Linked DNA regions of Mus musculus: regions 1, 2, 3, 4, 5 and 6 are each linked to region 7. A link is a contact called in public HiChIP or PLAC-seq and promoter capture Hi-C data. All regions are on one chromosome and are shown on one strand. Each heading gives the region's core, a stretch centred on a gene start, on an enhancer-like site or on the middle of the called end of the contact. The rest is flanking DNA. Distances are from core to core; before and after follow the strand shown. Region 1 overlaps Gas2l3 (growth arrest-specific 2 like 3). Region 2 has its middle 11 kb from the start of Gm32468. Region 3 holds the start of Nedd1 (neural precursor cell expressed, developmentally down-regulated gene 1). Region 4 has its middle 3.3 kb from the start of Gm40740. Region 5 holds the start of 1500026H17Rik (RIKEN cDNA 1500026H17 gene). Region 6 overlaps Cfap54 (cilia and flagella associated protein 54). Region 7 holds the start of Slc25a3 (solute carrier family 25 (mitochondrial carrier, phosphate carrier), member 3).

Evidence for each region. Promoter capture Hi-C pulls out the DNA fragments that hold promoters and counts their contacts. HiChIP or PLAC-seq counts read pairs in DNA pulled down with a chosen protein or histone mark.
Region 1: a contact with region 7 is called in a promoter capture Hi-C map of pre-B cells. The contact joins the enhancer-like site here to the promoter of Slc25a3 in region 7. A contact is called at or near these places in 5 of 39 promoter capture datasets (the C10 cell line, cranial neural crest, hematopoietic stem and progenitor cells and 2 more), 2 of 115 datasets of contacts at active chromatin or transcription factors (embryonic stem cells and large pre-B cells) and 1 of 9 other capture datasets (embryonic stem cells).
Region 2: a promoter capture Hi-C map of neutrophils shows a contact between it and region 7, with 5 times the contacts expected there. The contact joins the enhancer-like site here to the promoter of Slc25a3 in region 7. A contact is called at or near these places in 10 of 39 promoter capture datasets (the 3T3-L1 cell line, the C10 cell line, embryonic stem cells and 7 more), 3 of 115 datasets of contacts at active chromatin or transcription factors (astrocytes, embryonic stem cells and stem cell-derived neural progenitor cells) and 1 of 9 other capture datasets (liver).
Region 3: a promoter capture Hi-C map of pre-B cells shows a contact between it and region 7. The contact joins the promoter of Nedd1 here to the promoter of Slc25a3 in region 7. A contact is called at or near these places in 3 of 39 promoter capture datasets (liver, maxillary cranial neural crest and pre-B cells), 5 of 115 datasets of contacts at active chromatin or transcription factors (cardiomyocytes, double positive thymocytes, extraembryonic endoderm stem cells and 2 more) and 2 of 9 other capture datasets (adipose tissue and liver).
Region 4: a promoter capture Hi-C map of the HPC-7 cell line shows a contact between it and region 7. The contact joins the enhancer-like site here to the promoter of Slc25a3 in region 7. A contact is called at or near these places in 12 of 39 promoter capture datasets (the 3T3-L1 cell line, 3T3-L1-derived adipocytes, the C10 cell line and 7 more) and 1 of 9 other capture datasets (adipose tissue).
Region 5: a promoter capture Hi-C map of pre-B cells shows a contact between it and region 7. The contact joins the promoter of 1500026H17Rik here to the promoter of Slc25a3 in region 7. A contact is called at or near these places in 8 of 39 promoter capture datasets (the HPC-7 cell line, embryonic stem cells, hippocampal neurons and 4 more), 1 of 484 Hi-C or Micro-C datasets (CD8 T cells), 3 of 115 datasets of contacts at active chromatin or transcription factors (astrocytes, cardiomyocytes and large pre-B cells) and 2 of 9 other capture datasets (adipose tissue and liver).
Region 6: an H3K27ac HiChIP or PLAC-seq map of double positive thymocytes shows a contact between it and region 7, with 7 times the contacts expected there. The contact joins the enhancer-like site here to the promoter of Slc25a3 in region 7. A contact is called at or near these places in 3 of 39 promoter capture datasets (cranial neural crest, hippocampal neurons and pre-B cells), 1 of 484 Hi-C or Micro-C datasets (B cells), 3 of 115 datasets of contacts at active chromatin or transcription factors (astrocytes, double positive thymocytes and embryonic forebrain) and 1 of 9 other capture datasets (adipose tissue).

The regions. Positions count from the first base shown.
Region 1 is chr10:89,413,991-89,416,956 of GRCm38.p6, reverse strand. It overlaps Gas2l3 (growth arrest-specific 2 like 3), which reads left to right. Exons shown (of 11, transcript NM_001033331.2): 11 at 2,465-2,966. Among named protein-coding and RNA genes, the nearest start is that of Gas2l3, 28 kb to the left of the region's middle. Within about 2 kb of position 1,281, at least 38 of the 459 cell types and tissues checked have an H3K27ac peak or open chromatin away from gene starts, as enhancers often do.
Region 2 is chr10:93,093,743-93,097,134 of GRCm38.p6, reverse strand. No RefSeq gene overlaps it. Among named protein-coding and RNA genes, the nearest start is that of Gm32468, 11 kb to the right of the region's middle. Within about 2 kb of position 2,039, at least 96 of the 459 cell types and tissues checked have an H3K27ac peak or open chromatin away from gene starts, as enhancers often do. A contact at or near this core is called in hematopoietic stem and progenitor cells, liver and neutrophils, where this site is marked.
Region 3 is chr10:92,721,066-92,724,008 of GRCm38.p6, reverse strand. Nedd1 (neural precursor cell expressed, developmentally down-regulated gene 1) reads left to right here and starts at 1,591. Exons shown (of 15, transcript NM_008682.2): 1 at 1,591-1,686.
Region 4 is chr10:93,121,426-93,124,732 of GRCm38.p6, reverse strand. No RefSeq gene overlaps it. Among named protein-coding and RNA genes, the nearest start is that of Gm40740, 3.3 kb to the left of the region's middle. Within about 2 kb of position 1,767, at least 22 of the 459 cell types and tissues checked have an H3K27ac peak or open chromatin away from gene starts, as enhancers often do. A contact at or near this core is called in the HPC-7 cell line, where this site is marked.
Region 5 is chr10:89,684,845-89,687,907 of GRCm38.p6, reverse strand. It overlaps 1500026H17Rik (RIKEN cDNA 1500026H17 gene), which reads right to left and starts at 1,545. Exons shown (of 3, transcript NR_130956.1): 1 at 1,389-1,545. Scyl2 (SCY1-like 2 (S. cerevisiae)) reads left to right here and starts at 1,614. Exons shown (of 18, transcript NM_198021.3): 1 at 1,614-1,870.
Region 6 is chr10:93,040,757-93,043,988 of GRCm38.p6, reverse strand. Cfap54 (cilia and flagella associated protein 54) reads left to right here. Exons shown (of 68, transcript NM_001347060.2): 9 at 562-760. Among named protein-coding and RNA genes, the nearest start is that of Gm40739, 32 kb to the left of the region's middle. Within about 2 kb of position 1,613, at least 32 of the 459 cell types and tissues checked have an H3K27ac peak or open chromatin away from gene starts, as enhancers often do. A contact at or near this core is called in double positive thymocytes, where this site is marked.
Region 7 is chr10:91,122,242-91,125,454 of GRCm38.p6, reverse strand. It overlaps Slc25a3 (solute carrier family 25 (mitochondrial carrier, phosphate carrier), member 3), which reads left to right and starts at 1,488. Exons shown (of 8, transcript NM_133668.4): 1 at 1,488-1,539; 2 at 1,749-1,897. The coding sequence starts at 1,753.

The DNA of each region.
Region 1 (2,966 bases), core at 32-2,531, 1.7 Mb after region 7:
CCAACCTCCTTTTGACCCCCCTTTACCTTGTAAAACAAATTAGAATACAGGGGCTGGCTATTCATGGAAGAATTTCACTGTACAGGAAGAAATATGGAATGCTTGATTCCAGGAATTTTAAGTGAGTTTGAGTAGATGCTTTTAACATTCAAGTAACTAGAAGACAGCTGAGACTGCTTAAACATCGAATAGAGTTTAAAAATACTTCCATGTGCTTCTGGGAATTTACTGCATTTTTCAGATTTTCTTTTTTTTCTTTTCTTTTTTTTTGGTTTTTCAAGACAGGGTTTCTCTGTGTAGCCTTGGCTGTCCTGGAACTCACTCTGTAGACCAGGCTGGCCTTGAACTCAGAAATCCGCCTGCCTCTGCCTCCCAAGTGCTGGGATTAAAGGTGTGCGCCACCACTGCCTGGCTCAGATTTTCTTAATGAAATAATTTTCCCATCAACTCCCTAAGAAGAAACGAACAAAATAGAATGTCCACTGAGATTAGTATTAGTTGGTCAGAAAATAAACAGAAGTATTGCCATTTGTGATGAGAGTGCTTTCAGGAGGAAGCACAAGATCTTTGTCTTAGGTCACAGAGCACTATGATGAGGACACCCGTGTATGGCCGTGTTCTGGTTTGGGGTGAGGATACCCAAGTTATGGCCTTCCTTTGCCCCATCCGCAGTTGATTACTTCTTCCTTTTGTTGATAAGACATTAAAATGTCACCCGTTTAGCATTTTTCTACTTTTGATATAACACAAGAGCTGTTTTCTCTCGATTCAGAAACACGGTATAGTTCACACAGAGTCCTCACATTCCCACCCTGGATCCAACTCAGAGAGAAACCCCAATTCACTTCCTGTCTTTGAGTTAGCGTTCTTTCTGCTTTGCACATGCATATAATGTGTTCTGATTATTCTTCATTCTCTTGTTATGGCCCCTCATCCCGATCAACTCAATTTTATCTTCCCTACCAATCCCTTCCTATCCTCATGGCTTTTGGGTTTGTTTTGCCACGTAGTTTAGTTAAGACCTTCTGTGACCATCAGTGTAGGTATTGGATTGAATCTTCCATTGGAGCCCAGCAGGGGTCATCAATGGGTACTCAGTCGAAGGCAGTTTCACCCATCCCTGAAGCAATCAATAGCAAACAGAAGCAGGTTAGTTGGCTGTTAACATTAATTAGCTAAACTAACTGGAAGAGAGACTTGGGACAAGTGACTGTGGGGTCTTGTGGTTTCCTTTCTTAGCACTTAGTCAGCAGGAAGAGGAAGGGTTCCCTAAGCCCCTCCTCCATCCACGCCTGACTGACTGACTGGCCCAGTCCTACACAGGCTCAGTGCAGCCGTCCACAGCAGCTAGGAGTTTATTACCACAATGGCTGTGTCTGGCCCAGAAGATGAAATTTCTTAGCCTTTCTTCCTGTCATCTGACTCTTACACCCTTCCCACCTCCTCTTCCAGACTCTTTCCTGAACCTCAGAGGGAATAAACGACATTAGTTCTGAACACTTATCCATTACATAGACTCGGCATTCACCAGGGCTCACTCCAAAGAGCATGTTCTTTGATTAGGACCAAGAGTAAGCCACACTTAACTGTGTCGTAAACACGAGGCACACAGACTGGGATTTAGAGCTGCAGTGTAAAGCTGAGCTCATATAGATACGAAGATCTACCAGCTGAGCTGGTCACATTGGTAGAGCCAGGGTTTGTTTTATCCCCACAAAAGTGCCTGTGTTGGGGCAGCCTGGCGGGTTTGAGGCTAGCCACAAATACCTTAATCCCTCAGAGCCATTCTTATCTGCAAGGATAACTTATATGAGTGGTTTGTTTTGTTTTAAAGATTCATTTATTTCATGTGTATGAGTACACTGTTGCTGTCTTCAGACACACCAGAAGAGGGCATCAGATCCCATTACAGATGGTTGTGAGCCATCATGTGGTTGCTGGGGCTTGAACTCAAGAACCTCTGGAAGAGCAGTCAGTGCTCTTAACCACCGAGCCATCTCTCCTGCCTTATATAAATGTTTTAAAGATGAAATTGATAGGCTGTAACTTTCAAATTTAAAATACAAGTTTTAGTTGTTCTTTCTAATTGCTTTTTTGCCTACCATGAGGCTTTCTGCTGTCTCCTTCCCTTCTGTCAGTACTCAATCCATGGAACACTATTGTTATTTCAGTTTTCTATATTAATTGTGTGGATTTTAGGATACAAATGATTTGTCAATATTTGTATTACAAAGTAAATGGCTTTTATTATTAGTTGTATAGCCTAATACTAAACTTATTATTTTAGTACCAAGAAAGAGAGAGAGAGAGAGAGAGAGAGAGAGAGAGAGAGAGAGAGAGTGTGTCAGTTTGAAATGAAGCTGTTTCCCAGGTCATAGCAAATGCATATCACGATTGTGACCAGACTGAAGCTATAAACGTCTCAGTTTCCCTGTTGACTTTTTTATTTTCACTTTTGGGGCAGATGCTTCATGGAAAACACGTTATGGTCCGCGTCGGTGGAGGCTGGGATACTCTACAGGGATTTTTGCTGAAGTATGACCCCTGTCGAATACTGCAGTTTGCTACACTAGAACAAAAAATTTTAGCATTTCAAAAAGGAGTTTCTAATGAAAGCGTGCCAGATTCGCCTGCCAGAACGCCTCAGCCTCCAGAAATGAACCCTTTGTCAGCAGTTAATATGTTTCAGAAACAAAATTTAAGACCTGGCACACCAGTGAGTGTTCCGAAGAACAAGGAGAAACAGGTACGTCTACCAGGTGCACGTCTGCCTGCATCGTCAGTAAAAGGTAATTTGGCTTCCCCGTCTACCCGGGCTAAACGGCCAGATTCTCCAGCATCATTTCCACATCCCAAGGTGACATCTTTGAAGGACGCAGCAAAAAAGACGACTGCTCCTTCCAACAGTGTATCGCAGTCCCTGGCTTCTCCAAATCCAGGGTCTAAACCAAGCACTGCACAGTGTG
Region 2 (3,392 bases), core at 790-3,289, 2.0 Mb before region 7:
ATGATCCCTCAGCAACCAGGAGGAGGAGACTGTAAAAGCATCGTCTGGGGCTTTTATACATTGCCCTTGTTCATGAATAATGACACAGAGATCTAGTATATTTATGAATAAGCTTCTATAGCTAGACAGATATTCTAACCCAACTATGCTGGCCCTTTCCCAGACACGTGCCATGCTACCTGCCCTGGCTGCTTCTGCTCTATCTGTGTCCTCATGGCGACCCCTCTCTCTTTCCTCTCTCTTCCCAGGACTCCCTCAACGGGATCCAAAATCCCTCCTTATCTCTCCTGCCCAGCTATAGGCTGATCTGTTTTATTAACCAGTCTGAGGTGTCAGAGAACAATTTGTATACAACATTGAGACAGGAGATGCTTCATGAAAATGCCAAGATGTAGATTGCAACCCGATCTCTGGGCCCAGAGACCAACACTTAAACACAGAGTGCACAAAACCATCCCCCAACGGGAGATGGTCTTATTACCCTCCAGTGAGGATGGTCGGGGCGATTCCTCACTAAGTCCTATGTGGAGGCCGGTTAGGAACTGTGGTAGGAATTTGTTCTAATGCTTTGAAGAGAGGAAGGAGGATCACCAAGATTCGGAGGGAAACCAGATTTAGAGCTGCAGAAGGAAAATTACCCCAAACGTAGGTGAGAAGGAATGTGGTCCCACGAAGGGCTGCCCAGAAACGTCTTGGGCAGCAAAGACTAGGAAGCCACCCAGAAGGAGCCAGGGCAACAAAGATAAAATATAGAATTAGAGGGCGTTAAGCCAGGAGTGCCAGAGGGAAATGTGTGCTAGTTAGCCAGAGGGGTGGGGGTGAGGGGGTTGGGGTTGGGGGTGGGGGTGGAGAGTAGAATTGCCCAACCTTTGAACTAGTCAAGGCAGCATATATTTAAAATTAAGTGGTGTGTGTGTGTGGTTGTGTGTGTGTGTCTTTCATTCATGAATCCAGACAGCTCTTGGACGGGTACATTTGCAACCCGTCTGGAGCACAGAGTGGGTTAACTAACTACTGCCACAGTACCGGACATGTCCTGGTTTGGGGGCAGGGAGCCCAGGTTCTCATTTGGCCTTTACTGGTGGGGTTGAACATGAGAGTTATAGCTGCTTCTCTGGTGTCACATGGAGTAGACTGGCTTCCTTCTGTGTATTTATAATCTTGCTAATATGCCCTTAAATAGTTCCTTTTTTAGACAGGAGTGGTTTTTCTTTCTTTCTGTTTGTTCTCATTGGTGGGCCTTTAGAATTCCGTCTAGTCTATATGAGGCTGTGCTTTGGGTCCTAACTTGCCATCTATACATTTTCCCAGTATTTGTTTGTTTGTTTGTTTCATGTAGCCCAGGCTAGCCTTGAACTTGCTATGCAGTTGGGGATGCTCTTTAACTCCCTGGCTTTCTGTCTCTACCTCCCAAGAACCAAGGTCACAGGTGTGACCACCAATCCCAGCCATTTCACATTTGAGATCACACACACACACACACACACACACACACACACACACACACACACACACACACACACACACAGAGGCAGAGAGAGAGAGAGAGAGAGAGCACTAAGATATCAATAAGGTATCTTAAGTATCAGAAAAGGAATTTGATGCATAATTGAGGGTTATAAAGCTAACTAGAAGACAGTGAGGTGGCCTATTCATCCAGGATGTTAACATGCCAGAGAAACAAAAGGAACCGTGAGTCACACTCTCAAAGCTGAAATGCAAAGGGTTTGCCCAATATGGCAGTGTCCGGTGTCACAGGGGAGGCTGGGCTAAGGAAGTACTGCCCAAGGTTCTTGTGAACAGGAAGAGAACACCACTTCTCTATTTAAAACAAACAAACAAACAAACAACCACTTAAATTTCTCTGCAGTTCTCATTAGTGACAACAGGAAACTCAGGGAGATGGGCGGAGGACCTGGAGGCAAGCAGGCTTGTGTCTAATCGCCGCCGTCCCTTTCTCTGATGAGTAAGCTCAGGCACAGAGCGGTGTGTAACTTGGCTGGGGTTCCACAGATGCCAAACAATTCTGGAGAGTGCAATGTCTGTGGCCTTGTACTTCCAGCCACTGGGAGGCCCCAGGAGGTAAAGGTGTGACTGGGTTTGGATAGTGTAGTGTCAGTCTTTATTTGTCCTTTAAACACACAGGAGATGTAGATTTGTGACAACCAGAAGTCTGAGATATAAAGCTTGGAGATTGTCTGGATCATGGGGAAAGTTTCAAAGTCATGAAAGGGTTAACCTAAGCTTGTTATTTATTTTGAAACTGCTTTTCTTCCCCATCTCCCTGCTGCCCCCAACTCTCTGCCTTTTCACTCTTTCATCCCCTTCCCTCCTTCTATAGGGTTTTATGTGTAGCCCAGGCTAGCCTGGGAGTCATCACATCTCAGCTTTCCTCGTGCCGAGATTACAGGTGTGCACAACCACACCCAGTTTGTTTTCATTTTCCTGTTCTCTTTCTTATTTAGTGCTTGCTTTGTGCCAAACACCCCTTTATGTAGTCCAGTTGTTTCAGTTAACTTAATTCTTGCATCCAACTTGTGCTGGCTATGTCTTAGGTCAAGTTGACACAAGCTAGAGTCATCTGAAAAAGAAAAAGGAAAAAACAACAAAACAAAACAAAAAAAAAACAAAAAGAAAAACAAAAACAAAAACCAAAACCCAAAACAAAAACCTGGAAATCTCAATTGAGAAAATGACTCCATTAGATTTGGCTGTAGGGTGTTTTCTTAATTAACGATTGGTGATTTATTGAGGCGTGCTCAGCCCATTGTGGGTGGTGCCATCTCTGGGCTGGTTGGTGGTCCTAGTAAGAAAGCAGGCTGAGCGAACCATAATGAGCAAACCAGTAAGCAGTCTTCTTCCATGAACGTTGCATCAGCTCCTACCTCCAGATTCCAGCCTGTTTTGAATTCCTGCCAATTATATCTTTCAGTGTTGGACTATGATTAGAAGTAGAAGCCAAATAAACCCTTCGTAAGCCCGTAGAGGCATGCAAGTGGCCAGACCCCATCCCCAAGACGACTCTAACTGCTCTAAAGCCTGTTTCCAACCCCCTGAGATGCAATTGCCCAAGCTCCACACTATAGAGGGGAAAAAAATAAGGCCACAGAATCACACCAATCCCAGGCCACCATGGAAAGATCTGCCCCTCAAGAAATCCTATATAAAGTTTGCCTCCTGCTCTGTTCTTTGCTGCTTCTCCTCTTTAGTAGTGTGACTTTATGGCATTCCTTGGCTCCCAACTGCCTGGATGGATACCTTTCCTCTCGGAGCTGTAAGACTTCCCCACCCTTTCCTTCCCAAGTTGCTTTTGGTCCTGGTGCTTCATCTCAGGAGTAGAAAAGTAAATAAGATAAATCGGTTGCAAGATTCTGAGGCATTGCTGTGACAAA
Region 3 (2,943 bases), core at 342-2,841, 1.6 Mb before region 7:
GTTATGAAACATCTCACTTTTAATGCAGGAATAGTCTTAGTGTCTACCTTTTCCCCCCACCACATAATCCAGTCTTAAGCTTTCTTGCTGGTTTCAGTGTTAGAGAGTTGTGTTTTCTGCTTCAAGCATTCTTTTCTTCATGTGTTCCAGTTCTCCCTACTTAGATCTCAGCATTTTAGGCCAAATTCCAGGAAAAAAAATCAGCTAATAACACCAAAAGCAGCTGCAGATTACACAAGGCATATACTGCTTGCTCCCCGTCTTCATTTTATGGTTGTTCCTCACCAGCTTCCAGAAGCTGGAGAGACTTCTTTTTCTCCTAGGGGAGGTGGGGATTGGCACTTCTTAGGTTTCCAGTTGTTTTTGATATGGGTTCAGATAACTGGGACATTATGTATCCAGTTGAGAAACACATCCGGTGTGCACCTGGGACAAAGGAGCAACACTTTCCATAGGAACATGCTATCAGTGATGGAAGTAAGAACTCTCAACAGAGCAATCTTTTAGCAGGAATGTTGGGAAAACTCAGTTCATTGGCCCCTTTCTACCATGAAATACATTTCCTTCAAAAACAAAAAAACCAAAAAACCACTGAGTTGGTGTTCATGTACCTGAACAGCAGCATGTGAAGCTGCGGATGTGAAGATGGCTAGCTCAGAGGCTGAAGTCACTACTGGGTTTGTTCTCAGGGTTAGGGTTCGTTTTGGGTTAGATGTTCCTCTCCTCTGCTTTCCTCCTTTTCCCTCCCACCCCTTCCTTTCTCTTCCCCTCCTTTCCTTCTCCCACTCCTGCCACAATTTCCTCTCCATTCCCTCCCCTCTTTGAAACTGAGTTTCTTTGTATAACCGTCCTGGAACTCGTTCAGTAGACCAGGATGGATTTGAACTCACAGAGATCCCATTGCCTTTGCCTCCTGAGTGCTAGGATTAAAGGCTTGTACCACCACACCCCTTTGAAGTTAGATGTTTAACCTGCAGCTTTTCTTGGCTTCCTCTCAAGTAATCCTCTCCTAAACCAACCATGTTAATTGCCTTTATTATGAGCGTTCTTCTTTGTGATAACTGTGACACCTTTTTTTGTGGGAACTGAGAGTTGCCCGTGAATTCCCCATCTTTTATTCTTCTGTTTTGTTTTGTTCAAGACAGAGGTTCTCTGTGTAGTCCCTGGCTGTCCCGGAACTCACTCTGTAGACCAGGCTGGCTTAGAACTCAGCAGTCTGCCTGCTTCTGCCTCCCTAGTGCTGGGATTAAAGGTGTGCACCGCCACTGCCTGGCATTTTATTCTTGCCTTCCCTTTCCCTACAGAAGTGTTAATATTAACTTCCTAACTAGACTGTAATCTCCAGCAGGCTAGGGAACCTGCGTGTTGACTGACCTCTTGTCCCTTCAAGCTAAACACAGTAAGTGCACACCCACAGCCTAACTCAGCGCCTGGCACACAGTAGCCAGCAAACAAATGAGTGATAAAGGAGCAGTAGCTACAGGCTAGGATATCTTCCTCTGCACCGCCCCAGGGTGGGAGGCCACCCAGCACCCCCGCGGGCTGAGCGCTCGGGGCACCGCCTTTCCCGTGACGTCATGCGAGGCGGGACTTCCGGCCGCCCAAGTTTAACAGTCCAGGCGGGAGCCGGAAGCGCAGCGAGGAACGGGTGGAGCTGGGCCTCCCCTGTGGCCCCACGCTTGAGAGGTGAGGTTCCGCCTGACAGGGAGGCTCTGTGAGCGCGGTGGCCTTGGGCCGGGGACCCCCGAGGTCAGCCTCTTCGGTCCTGCGTTGGGCGGCAGCGGGCGCGCGCGCGCGCTGGAAAGTGGCCGGGGACCGGGCAGGACAGGACAGGACAGGACCGGGTCGCGGGCCCCGGATTTAAGGGCCAAGCTGCCCCGAGCGGCTCGTCCACCCCGACTCCCGGGTCTGGCTCGCCCGTAGCTGCTGAGCGCAGGCGCCCTGGGCTAGGGGTGCAACTCCCGAGAACTCTTCTTGAGCAGAGAGTGCAGTTGGTCGCTGTCGCTCTTCTTTCCCGGGATCCTCTCCCGGGGACTGATGTCAGAGCCCAGAAGCCAAGCGAAGGGACTGTGAGAGGTCTCCGTGAAGTCAGCCTCACTGAAGCTGTGTGGGTCGCTTAACTCTTCTGAAGAGCCTTGATCCACTCATTGCACCACACTGCACAGTAGGCTCCTTGTGTGGGGTTAGGGTAGCAGCAGCTTGCAGCTGTTTACTGTTCTTCAGAGTTCAACTTTTCTACCCTGTGTTTTTCCATGGGCCGGGGAACAAGGGGCATTGAGTAAGTGTTTTAGTCACCAAATAGAAACATTGTCTACAATTCAACAGGTGACTCTGCAAGTTTTTAGCCTCACCTACTAGGGGTCCCTTCTAACTCAGAACCACCCCACACACTACTGTATCCAAAAATATGCACAACAAATAACTGTTTTAATCCTTTCCATAAACTTTATTTATTTATTTATTTTTCCTCTTGAGACTCAATGATTTCTGCCTTATGCTTTTTAGTTTGTCCTCTGGAACCCAGATATGTATGATGCTTTTGTTGATGATGTGGGGGCGTGTCTTTGACCACTGTTGGCCTTTAACCTTGGTTAAATTCAGCCCCCTATGTCACCAGATGGAATCAATTCAGTGTGTTGTAGCTGCCGTAGCATCCCTTAAAAAAAAAAAAAAAAAAAAAAAGTAGGGCGTGGTGGCGCACACCTTTAATCCCAGCACTCGGGAGGCAGAGGCAGGCGGATTTCTGAGTTCAAGGCCAGCCTGGTCTACAGAGTGAGTTCCAGGACAGGCAGGACTATACAGAGAAATCCTGTCTCAAAAAACCAAAAAAAAAAAAAAAAAAGTAACCACTTTTTATTAGACTTCAAGTATCAATGAAACTGTGTTGACCTATAAAAAGAAACATATTTTGTGTGGCTACCATGGATTAAACACACACACACA
Region 4 (3,307 bases), core at 518-3,017, 2.0 Mb before region 7:
ATAGATCATCAGGGAGCTGTTTATGAAAAAAAAATGTATCTTAACATTGGGCTCTTAATCTCTTCTACAATGTAAGCATTTTAAAGGACTTAGTAGTTAGGGGATGTGTGACAGGCAGGTTCGAAAGTCTAAACCTCTATTTGGCCAGAAGAAAACTGTAAGTCACCGGCCTCTGAATGGAAGGTGGAGGCGTTTATCAGCTGCATCTCAGAGTCAAACTGCGGCAACATGACGTCACATCCTCTTCTCTTTGCTATCAGTCAGATGCAACAGGAAACTGACGAAGGCACTGGGCAGTTTCCTTCTGCTGAGACCTGCCTGGCTTCCTCTGCAGCTTGCAGCCAGCCGTTTGCAAAGGAAAACCAGCAAACGCCAGTCAGCTTCCTCCAGCTGGATCAGGACCAGCGTAAGGAAGGAAAGACAAATTTCTTGGATTAGTCAGTTTCCCTTTGCAGCTGGCATTGGTGTAGGTTTTCTGGTAGCCCTGCTCTTTACAATGTCTCTCTCTTATAGCTCAGCTTTTAAACAAAGAGAGGTCCGAGGAGGACTTCCCTAAAATTGCGCGAGACAGGTATTATGTAAGTCTATGGGGAATCTTCTGTTGACTCATGGGAAGCCTGCTCAGACAGAATAACCTACTTAATATGCTTGCATCTTGAGTTGACACATGGGAAGACTACCCAGACAGAAGTGTTCACTTGGTAAGCTTTAAGTTCACCCACCATCCCACCTTTGGCTGGGCTAGAGAGGATCCCAAGACCTTGTTTGTGTTAGGCAAGGACTCTGCCACTGAGCTCCACCCCCCAGCGAATGCACATTTTAGCCAAATGCTCTACCACTAAAAGCACTCAATTTTTCTGATTCAGGGTCTCGAAATGTAGCCGTAGCCTCCAAAATGCTGGGATTGTGAGTATGTATCACCATAACAGGTTTTGATAAGTTTTTAACTTTCCTTTGATTTCAATAAGACTCATTATTTGGGGGCAGGGGAGGAGGGGAGACACCTTACTGCTAACTCTAATTTGTATACCCAACAGCCAAGTTATTTTTCTCCTGTCTCAATATGACTAGCACAGAACTGTTTCCACAGGGAACATTTATTCAGCGTTGACGGGGGAATCAAATTAGTCTAAGAAAGGGAGAGGGTTGGATTTCTTCACAGCAGGAAGTTCTGTCTGGTGTTCTAGCAGATTGGCCTCCTAGTTGCAGGCTCTGAGACAAGCGCTGTGACTGCTGTAAGAGACAGCCCTGGATGGTTGACTTTCTAAGTCCTTCACTTTGAGAATGTGAGTTATCACATAAATATTGTCTGTGTTGGATGTGCTGGTACAGACCTGTAACCTCCGCACTCAAGTGACAGAGACAGGGAGGATGGAGTTGAGGTCATCTTCCAGTATATAACAAGACTCTGTCTCAAACAAACAAACAAAAAAACCCAACAAACCTGGCACTAGAGAGAGGCTTGGTGGTTGAGAGTGATCGCTGCTCTTGCAGAGTTCCTTAATTTAGTTCCCTGCACATGTAGGGTGGCACACAACCATCTGTAAGTCCAACTCCCCGGATCCTGAACCTCTGGGCTCTTCCATGGGTGCATGTTCTCGCATGTACATGACCACATATAAACAACATAAAGTAGAATTTAAAAGTAATAATAAAAAGACACCATGAAATAATATTTCCTCCATGAACTTAACAATGTGGAATCATGATATTGCTGTGGAGATTTGGACAGGGTGAGGTAAATTTATTTATCAGATGAACCGTTTCCTCATCACGTGGCATTTCCTGTGGTGCCTTTAGTTTTTGAGAAAGTCCTCCATGTCAGTAGTGCATAGTTATTCTTAAAACGAGACTTCCACATAGTTCCCTTTTATGTATTTGTATAATTATATGAGGACTCCTTTAGCTTAGTCATAGTTGTGATTGGTGAAGTGGAGAAGGTGAGGCAGAGAAGAGCCGGGATGTTGGAGCTTTGCAGTAGGAAGAATAGACGAGCAGGCCCTGAAAAGAAACACAGTCAGAACTGCTGCCGTTCCCAAGCAGTTGGAGCAGCTTCGAATGTAAAAGCCATCAGACAGGCGACAGATTTGCGGACGCTGTGGCATTCTCCTGTTCCCCCCCCCCCCAGAGACTAATTATCTGTTATTTAGCAGACTTGCTAATATACTGTGGAGTTCTCCAAGCAACTTGATGGATCAACCAGCAGATGCTTTACCAAATGAACAAACAAACAGAAAGGCTTTGTGCATGAAGAAGGGGCTTAATAATCTGTAGACTTTTTCTTAACACTCACAAGAGAAATGGACCTTTTGTTTGCAGAGACAGCCCACTATTTTGGTGACATGTATGTGGTACTGGGATTGATCCTGGAGCCTCGAGTCTGCTAGGCAACTGTTGTAACATTGTACTATACCCGAAATCAATATGCCACATCTCTAAGGAGGTGAATATGCTACTCCATCTAGAAAAATCTTAATTTACATATCATTTTACAAACTCAGTCAGATGGTTTATATAATCATCATTCATAGATACCATTACCTTATTGTTTTTTTATTTTTTATTAATATTATTGTTGTTGTTGTTGTTGTTTTGAGACAGGGATTCTCTGTGTAGTTCTGGCTATCCTGGAACTCACTCTGTGGATCAGGTTAGCCTTGAACTTACAGAGATCGACCTGCTTCTGCCTCCCAAGTGCTGGTATTAAAGGTGTGCGCCACCACCACCACTACCACCACCAGACACATTATGTGTTTTAATAATGGACTTTGAGAGATCTTTGTCTCCATAAAATTCGAGACAAAAATTGAGTATGTGATTTATGAAATATGGGCAAGATTTTATCTAATCCTGTATATTCAATTAATTGAGCTAATTTTGTGTTTAGACTTCAATAGACCCATGAGCACTATAAAGATGGGACTTCAATAGACCCATGAGTACTATAAAGATGTCTTAGCTCTGCTCTGCTACAGCCCCTGCCCTGCAACACTTCCCCTGGTGTTGACACCAAAGTGCTCCTTCACAAACCTCCTGGATGTAGGGAACTCTGTCTCCATGCCTGCCCCCCGCCCCCAGGGATCTCACACTCTTTCACAATGACTGCTCTAAAGCAGCTCTGGCCAAGTGGACTAAGAGGGTCACACAAGGACAAACATGCCCAAAAATGGTTGAAGGGCAAGACAGAAATATTAAAAAAAATGGTTGTGAAATACATCGAATGAATGAATGGATGGATAAGAAGCTTATCTGGAATATGCACTTGTGAAAGACCAGGATAAGTTTCTCATCTGCAAAATGAGACTGG
Region 5 (3,063 bases), core at 296-2,795, 1.4 Mb after region 7:
AACAGGTTTTTCTTTTTTTCTTTTTCTTTCTTTCTTTTTCTTTTTCCTTTTCAGCAAGTAACACAATCTCAGAGGTTCACAGTGTGTTCAAATATCCTGTGATAGCTATTCTCACATGGTCTGCAAAGGATTAGGTTTGCTCACTAGGATTCTGTCAAAATGTTTAATTCAGTGTTTCTTGGTGCGTTGGCAACCTTGTACAATCACTGCTATCATCTAACCCCAGGCCATTTTATCACTCCAAAAAAGAGACTCATGTTTAGTAGAGATAAACTAGTTCCTCCTACCCCAGTAAAATATGAAATTAAAGCATGTAAGAAAGAAAAAGTTGAAATATAGAGAACATGATTTCTAGATGTTTTGTGTGCAGAATACAAGAATCTAAGCCTTTCCTTTCTTGACCACGAAGAACTAGAAGTAACATTACCAACACATAACTTATAAGATGCTCTTGGCAAAAGGACAGAAATAAAAGTCCACCCTTCTGGGGCTGGAAAGAGAAGGCTCAGCTAGTGAGATGATAACTTTCTAAGCATGCAGATCTAAGTTGGATCTCCTGAACATACATTAAAAAGCCAGGCTTGGTGGTGGGTGCTCCTAATTTCACAGCTGAAGAGATAAGAGAAAGGCAAAGCACCAGGTTCTATTTAGAGACCTTGTCTCAAAAACATGGACAGCTCCCCAGGAACAACTCCTAAGGCTAACCTCTAGCCTCGAGCTTTTCTGGCGTGTGTACATACAGCTGTACCTACACAAACATGTAAACACACCACACAAACATGTACACACACATACACACACACCCCATAATCCTCTTCCCTCTTCTCTTCCTCCCCCTCCTCCAATTCTTCTTGTAATAGAATCTACCCTATTACCCATCTTAAGACATTTTAACCTGAACCAGGGACAGAGCAGAGACAGGAGAGGCAGGGTTAGGGTTAGTTAGGGTGGTAGTAGTCCTACTACTATGTACGGGTTACTTGGATGGATAGCAGGGAGACAGAGGCTGTGCCCAGTTTCACCTAGGTATATTTTTCAGAACAATTTACTTCTTTCATTAAGCACGTAAGATAAATAATCTTTGTTGCTCTAATTGTGGAACTGTGGCACCGGGGTTATCTGAGAATGTCTTAGAAACGCAGAGCATCCGATCCTACTTGTGCAGCAGAATCTGCACTTTAACACGGCCCTGTGTGAGAAGCACGGCTTTTCTAGGTTCTAAGGTCACTTAGCAGAAAGTCAGAGAAAGCTGAGTCCTATGTAATCAGTCACTAGACCAGCAAGGGCAGGTGGCCTGGGAAACAGAAAAGGGGAGGGGCCTCACAACCAGAGCTGCAGTGTCCAGCCATCAAGTCACTGTCAGTCATCTCCAATATACATTTGGTTACCTGTCCTCATTATCTTGGAGAATCCCCTTCTATGGTTCCAGAAACTCGGGCTTCCTAGCCTGGGGCCCCGGAAAGCTGGTCTTGCCCGCGAAGACTAGTGATCAGAGTCACAGGTACGGCTGTCAGCAGAGGCCCGGGCTGGCTCCACCCCCGCCCCGGGAGCCCCGCCTCACTCCGCCTCGGGGAGGGCGGAGGGAAGCCAAGCCTTACCCTTCCGAACCGCCCGGAAGTGACGTCATGCAGGAGCGGGCAGGTCTTTCGGTGCTCTTCCCCCTACCGTGCTCTTCTTCCCTAGTCCCTTCCCTCCCTTCCCCCTTTACTCCTCGATCTCGGGGTTCTGCGGACTCGGGGGTGACGGAGGAGATGGAGTAAGCGTTCGGTGGCGGCCAGGAGCGCGGCCCGAGCAGTCACAGCCCGGAGGCATTGAGGGAGCCGGCGGGGGACCGGCCCCAGCACCGCCCCTCCAGGTAGCCGGCTGCGAGGTGAGTGACCTGTCTCGGGCACCGGGCGACCTGGGTCTGCGGCCAGCTTGCGGGCTACGGGTCTCCCCGGGCCTCCCGGCTGCTACTGTTGCCTAGTGACGGGCCGGGTCGGGCGGGCTGGCGGTGGGTGGCCCGGGAAGCCGGATCCAGGTAGCGAGAAGCGGGAGGGAGCGGATCTCAGAGGCCGGTGACTCTGGGCGAGGCCTTCGGGCGACGGGAGCCCCGCTGCCTGGGTCATTCTGCTGCTGGGAGAGTCCCCAGAGCTGGCGCAGGAGCTCGGGTTTCCGCCGTGGAGATCTCCGTATCCTTTTGGGAAATTGGACAGTGCTCCGGGACTGCTGAGACAGCCCCCCTCGTTTCTGATACTTGGTTCCGATAGCTGGGGTCACCGGCTAAGGCCCTGCACTTCGGACGCCTTTCTCTGATGGTAGTTGTCTTTCTGGACTGGACGGTTATTGTGTGTGTGAGGTGGGTGGGGCAGATAAGGTTTGAGAGAAAGAAATCCCCATGGGGGCTCCAGTGCGCCTGTTTAAGCTACAGAAAAAGGTTTAGACAGATAAAGCTTGCAGAAACTTCTTGGGATTCGCATGGACGCGTTACCTGTGATCAGTAATTAAGGACACACAGTGTTTCCCTTTCTCAACAGGATTGAAGAGACTCCAGACCAGCTCCTTAAAGTGATTTTGATTGTAAATTATCAGCTAGAGGTTTTTCTTTGCACATCAAAACCAGGGATTGTGTGATGACACTTTGAAACGCCGTATTTAAGTTTTCTGAGTCGTGCGCCTCTGTTCAGAGAAAGCAATTTAACAAAGATGCTGTAAGTCAGTCAGCCATTACAAAACCCAAGCAGTTCTGGTGTTTGCTTGGAAGATTCTTTTTCGACTTTGAAGGCTTTCCCCTCCTTAATAAAGGTTGGAGGAGAAGGGGATTGTGGTTATGCAAAGGAAAGGAGCCTAACTGAACACATAGAGCTTTATTCTGTTCAGATATACCTACGCACATGTGAAGATCATTCATTTTGTCTGTCAGAGACGATTACATATGTAATACAGATGTGTTGTAATTCCATACAGTAGGACATTGCTATACAAATACATTCTATATTTGGGAATTAAATCATGTTGACATAGTTGAAATTTGTGATTTATCCTCTCAAAAAAAAAAAACCAAAAAACCAAAAAAACTCCCCA
Region 6 (3,232 bases), core at 364-2,863, 1.9 Mb before region 7:
GTCCACTGCATAGTGACTAAGAGCACTGGCTGTTCTTCCAGAGAACCAGGGATTCAATTCCCAGCACCCACATCTATCTATCTATCTATCTATCTATCTATCTATCTATCTATCTATCTATCTATCTATCTATCTATCTATCTATCTAATCTATCCAGCTATCTAATCATCTATCTAATCTATCTATCTATCTATCTATCTATCTATCTATCTATCTATCTATCTATCTATCTATCTATCTAATCTATCCAGCTATCTAATCATCTATCTAATCAATCTATCTATCTATCTATCTATCTATCTATCTATCTATCTATCTATCTATCTATCTATCTATCTATCTAATCTATCCAGCTATCTAATCATCTATCTAATCAATCTATCTATCTATCTATCTATCTATCTATCTATCTATCTATCTATCTATCTATCCATCTATCCACCTATCTATCTATCCATCTATCCATCCATCCATCCATCCACCCACCCACCCACCCACCCACCCATCCATCCATAGTCATTGCCTGTAGCTGCTCTGGTTTTCTCTCCTGCCTGCTCTAGTTGCCCTGGCCACGGACAGTCACTGAACGGCTGCTGGATGAGCTACTTGACAGCACCTCATCGCGGTTTCTGGCTGTCTTGGAAGCCCTCTCTGACTCAAACAGGCGGATCCTGCAGACTGGACCGCTGGTTACTGACGAAATGGAGCTGCGTGATGTGGTGTCGGAGCTGTTTATGGCTGGAAAAGAACTTTTGATACGTAAATACAATGTTGATATTTTATTGTAGACACTGGTATTGAACACCTTCTGAATGATAGAAATTGGTATTCAATCTACAGATTGACCTTGAATCCAGTGACCATGATTATAAATAATTTATTTGTGGATTTGTTTTTGATTTTCTAAAAAATAATAATAATCTTTGATAATGACAGTTACAATTTTTTTCCTTTTCAGGTTTTAGTCTCTTAAATTCTTTTTTTTTCCATTTCTTGATTTATTGCACAGACTAGAATGATGAGAAATGCGTGCCAATGGCTGACTTCTGACCTCCTTGTCCCAATTTGACAGTAGATGGAAAACCTTCAATGCTTTACCATTAGTTCAGACACTGACTAAAGGGATTTTTATGGCTTTTTTTTTTTCAGATGAAGACAGTTTCTTTACTTCTTGATTTGTTAAGCATTTTAGTTTTTGTCAATTGGGATAGTCTCTCTGTGTGTGTGTGAATGTGTGTGTGTGTGTATGTGTGTGTGTGTGTATGTGTGTGTGTGTATGTGTGTGTGTTTGTGAGTTATCTCTTTCTTCCTCCCTTCACCCCCTCTCTCCTGCAATCACTTTTTTTTCTTTGAATCAGGGTCACTGGTTTTGTTAGACTGACTAACTCTAACTGGCCAGGCAACCCAGGGCTGTTCCTGTCTGTTTCCTTGATAACAGGTGTATGCTGCCATGCCTGGCCTTTCACATGGATAAACATTTGTATCTTTTCTGACAGAAGTTCTTAATTTTACTTTCATTTTGTGCATCTGAGTCTTTTGCCTTCCTTTATGTATGTGTATCGCCTTGTGTGCTTGGTGCCGGTGGAGGCCAGAAGAGGGTATCTGATCCCCTGGAACTAGAATGACGGATGACCTTAACTTTTGGTTCTTTGTGGGGTCTGAAAATCAAGCTTGGGTTCTCAGGAAGAGCAGCCAGTACTTGTAACTTCTGAGCAGCTTCCAGACATTCTTAAATTTTAATGTCATCCAGGTTGCCAATACATCCCACTATTTCCGTTCTCTAGGCACTGGATTCTTGCTTCATGCTTCTGAGGTCCTCTTGCTTCTGAGAGAACACTCCTACTTGAGTCCTCATTCACTCTGATCTACTTTTCTGCTTCCTGTGGTAAAGGATGCTTGCATTGTGGGTTTTCTTTGAAAATACTTGCGTATTGAATTTTCTTTCCACATGAACTTGAACTTACCTTCTATGGCCTTGCAGCAGCCAGCAGATCGGGCTCTAAGGTCTGCCTAGGAGACATGGGAAGCCAGGTGTTTGCTTGTGTAAGTTTTTTTTTAAAAGATTTATTTATTATATGTAAGCACACCCCAGAAGAGGGTGTCAGATCCCATTTCAGATGGTTGTAAGCTACCATGTGGCGAGACTATGCGCTCACTTGGTGGGTGACAAAATGCAGACAGAAAAAAACAAAATGCAAATGAGTGGTCTGGAAACTCACTCACGTTGAAGAGCCCTCTCAGAAGTCCTAAGAAAGGAACAAAAACGAGGGACTTGGTGTTGAATGTTAAAACGTTGACATTCATTTAGTTATGTATCTTAGTGAAAGAGGTAGACACAGAGAGGAAAGGGAAACATAACAGGAAATGGTATTTTGGTTGGTTGTTTAGTTGGTTGGTTGGGTTGGTTGGTTTGTTGGGTTGGTTGGTTGGTTGGTTGGTTTGGTGTGGTTTTGAGCTCAAAATGCCTCCTGCTTCACTGGACCCAGTGTGATGAGACATAAAAATAACAACACAGATAAGAGTATGAAGGCTATGATCTATAAAGACAATGAGATGTAACGAACATTGAACTTACACACAGAGCCATAGGTCCCTTCATGTGTACTCTTTGGTTGGTGGTTTAGTCTCTGGGAGCTCGGTGTGTGTGTGTGTGTGTGTGTGTGTGTGTGTGTGTGTGTGTGTGTGTGTGTGGCTGGTTGGTTAATATTGTTGTTGTTCTTATGGGGCTGCAAGCTCCTTCATTCCCTTTACTCCTCCACTGGGGTTCCCACGCTCAGTTTGATGGTTGGCTTCGAACATCCACACCTGTATTTGTCAGGCTCTAGCAGAGCCTCTCAGGGGACAGCTAAATCAGGTTCCTGCCAGCAAGCACTTCTTGGCATCAGCAATAGTGTCTGGGTTTGGTGTTTGCATATGGGATGGATCCCCAGGTGGGGCAGTCTCTGGATGGACTTTCCTTCAGTCTCTGTGGGAGGAGACAGGGGAGATGTACAGAGGATCAGGAAATTGAACAGTTGTGTAGCTGTGGGGGATGGGGAACTGGGGGTAGCCACCAGAAAGTCTCAGATGCCAGGAAAGCAAGAGGCTCCCAGGACCCAACGGGGATGATGACATTAGCTGAAATACCCAACAAAGGGGAGAGAGAACCTGTAGAGACTATATTCAGAGATTAGGCACAGCCCCCCAGTTGAGGTATGGGGCCACCCACCCTTCTCAAAAACATTAACCCAA
Region 7 (3,213 bases), core at 239-2,738:
GGGGAGGTTTGTGGCATTGCTGGAAGCATTATGTACCTGGGGGCCTACTGGCATGTCTGCTGTTTGCTGTCATGCCTCCCCACCATGATGGACTCTTATCCCTCTGGAGGTGTAAGCCAAAATGATGTTTTATCATAGCAGCAGAAATATGGCTAATTTAAACCTCTTCAGTTTTTTATGAAAAATGTTTTATAAATTTCATCTTTAAAGGTTTTTTAAAAAATGGTGGTGGTGGTGGTGGTGGTGGTGGTGGTGGTCTGTGTGTGTGTGTGTGTGTGTGCATGAGTGCAGGTGCCTATAGAGGCCAGAAGATGGTGTCAGATCCCCTGGAGCTAGAATCAAGGTGGGTACTAGGAATCAAGTACCAGACCTCTGAAAGATGTTTTGTAAACATTTTTTTTTTTTTTACATCTTCTTGATGTTTCATAAACTCTAAAAGTATTTCTTCTATCCAGGACCAATTACATAATTTGAAGGACCTAGGGCAAAATGAATGAAAATGTCTTTTGTTTGTAAATGTTAAGAATTTTTAAAGGACACAGCAGAGCACTGACTGCAGAGGTAGACTTAGTATAACTACAATAGTCAATACAGGAGCCAGCTCTAGTGGTGTCTTGGGTTAGATAAAAAGGCTTAATAAAGATGAGATAAACGTCCCAGGAAAATGTTAAACGCAAGAATTACAACAGGTTTGATTGCTTCTAAACTCTCCCTCGTGGAACTTGGCCCCCGCTTGTTGACATCAGAGTGATGATGATCTTGTAAATGTCTGAAGTACACACAGTCCTGTCTTACACGCACACAGTTCATCGGTTACTTTCATGTCAGCGCATGCCTGTGCCTCCAGGAACGAAGCCTTGACTGACTGTTCTCAGGGGCCATGGACATTCTGTGAGGCAGAAGCAGTTTTATGTATTGTATGAGTTCTTCCTGTATATCCTTTCCACCAGAACTTGGTGGAAAATTTAGACATGCCTATGTCAAAAGTCAGTGTGATGGAATTTTTTTCTGAAAAGTCCGATGATGGCAGGAATTCCGATCAAAGATCTTGTAGTGATATCCTAGCTTCCATACCTGAATAACGTATCACTTAAGCATTCATGTCTTTAAAAGTTTATGCCCGCAATCACTTAAAGACATGTAAAAATTCCTGGCGCCAAGGAGAAAACACCGGAAGGTGAAGGGACAGAGTGAGTAGGTCACCTGCCCGTCCAAGGCCAAGACTACACTTTAAAAAAAAAAGGGGAGTGGGGGAGGAGGGCGCTTTGGATCTGCGCCTGCGCAGTAGGAATCCTCCTGCGCACTAGCAGGGCCGGAAGGGCTGGGGTTGGACGTGGGCGGGGATAGGGTTGCTAGGAGGACGCGATGACGTCCAGGTTCTGCGCTCCTCTCCGCAAATGAGAGGCGCGTGGCGCAGTGACGCTCTGCGTGCGTCACGGTGACGCCGCGCGAAGGGCACGGATCTTCGGGCCGGGAGGACATTCGGCCTCTGTGAGCCGCAACCTTGCCCAGCGAGCGGTTGGGTGTTCGCCATCTTAGGCAAGTGAGCGCGACCGGGCCTCGCCGCGGCGCGGAGCCTTGAGTCCCTTGTGGCCGCCGCCTTGGCCGTGGGCCCGGCCGGGCTTGGCGTCCCTGGGGAAGAAGCTGTGACCTCCTCAAGGGCGCAGAGCCGGGCATGTCTCGCGGGGCTCCGGTGACATTGCCCGGCGCCGGGTCTCTCTCACCTCCGCCCTCTGTCTCCCCCGCAGGAGGATGTTCTCGTCCGTAGCGCACCTGGCGCGGGCGAACCCCTTCAACGCGCCACACCTGCAGCTGGTGCACGATGGCCTGTCGGGTCCCCGCAGTCCCCCAGCTCCGCCCCGGCGTTCCCGCCACCTGGCCGCCGCCGCCGTGGAAGGTGAGGTCGCACCCTGCCCTGTGGGAGCGCTGGTTACATGCTGCCCCCCTGCTCTGCCTCCCGAGTCCTGGGCAGGAACTGGAGGTCGGGGAAGGACGCTTCAGCCCTGGACCCGAGGACCGGTCTCTCGCTGACCCTGGGATGGCAACTCTGACACCCTAGGCCGCTGTCGGATCCTTGGCCCTCCCTCAAGGGCGTGGAAGGGCCCAGGCCCAGCGCCACTCAGTGACCTCCGTGTCCCGAAGGGAGTAGAGGCAGAGAGGTGGTAACCAACTTCTTTATCTTCCCCCGTGAGCCCGCTTGGTCAGCCAAGTATACTGGGTAAAATCTCTTTTTAACCACTAGCCAGACACAGTTGCAACTCCATAACGTTTATTTGACTTGCCTTTTTAAAAATTACCTGGAAAACTCTCCTTTGATCTCCTTTCCCAAGTTTTATCTTTTCATTTAATTGTATATGAGGTAATGGGGTTGGGAATCTCTTCCTTTTGTGCTACTGGTTGGTGAAGGAGGTGACTTGCAGATTATATGAGGTGTGCATTCCTTTGAGTTTATGTTTTTGGGATTTGAGCTGGGTGACTCAATAACTGTATGTTTTAAATCCTAGTGGAACATAAGTACAAGAGAAACCCGAAAGCTGAATTATAGGCCTCAAGAGAAACGTTACCTACATTGTGTGTGTAAAACAGAAGTCCCCACCCACACCCCAGTCATTCATGTGCTTCATGCGTCTTAAACGTGATTAGAAAACTCCTTTTCACTATCTCCTATCGTTTTCCTCTGATTTCAAAAGCTAAAGCAAATCTTTGTATGTTTTTGACTGCAGGAACTAGGTATGACTTACTTAGTTCATAAGTGAGTAGTTGGTTAATAGCTGGAGCAAACGTTAAAGTTAGCAAGCTTTGCACATGTTAAGTGCTCTTTTTGATTTTGGGCTGTCCTTGGAGGGTGCTCTTAGTAACTGCCTTTAGTTGAAATTACCAATGCAGGAAGTTTTAGAAAATAGTATCTCACAGATACTAATAATTTTAGTGATCTGATTTGACAGTGACTTTCATGTCATTTACATTATATGAGAACTCATCTTTCTACCTAGTTGTGGCTGGTGGCTAAAGCTGCATACTAGTGATAGTACTATACCAAAAGGAAATAGTTTTTTTTTTTCCTTCCCCTCGACTTCCTTAGTCTCTGAAGAAATAATTGATCTTTTTTCTTCAATCAAACAGAGCAGTATAGCTGTGAATATGGATCTGGCAGATTCTTTCTCCTCTGTGGCCTCGGAGGAATTATTAGCTGTGGCACAACACATACAGCAT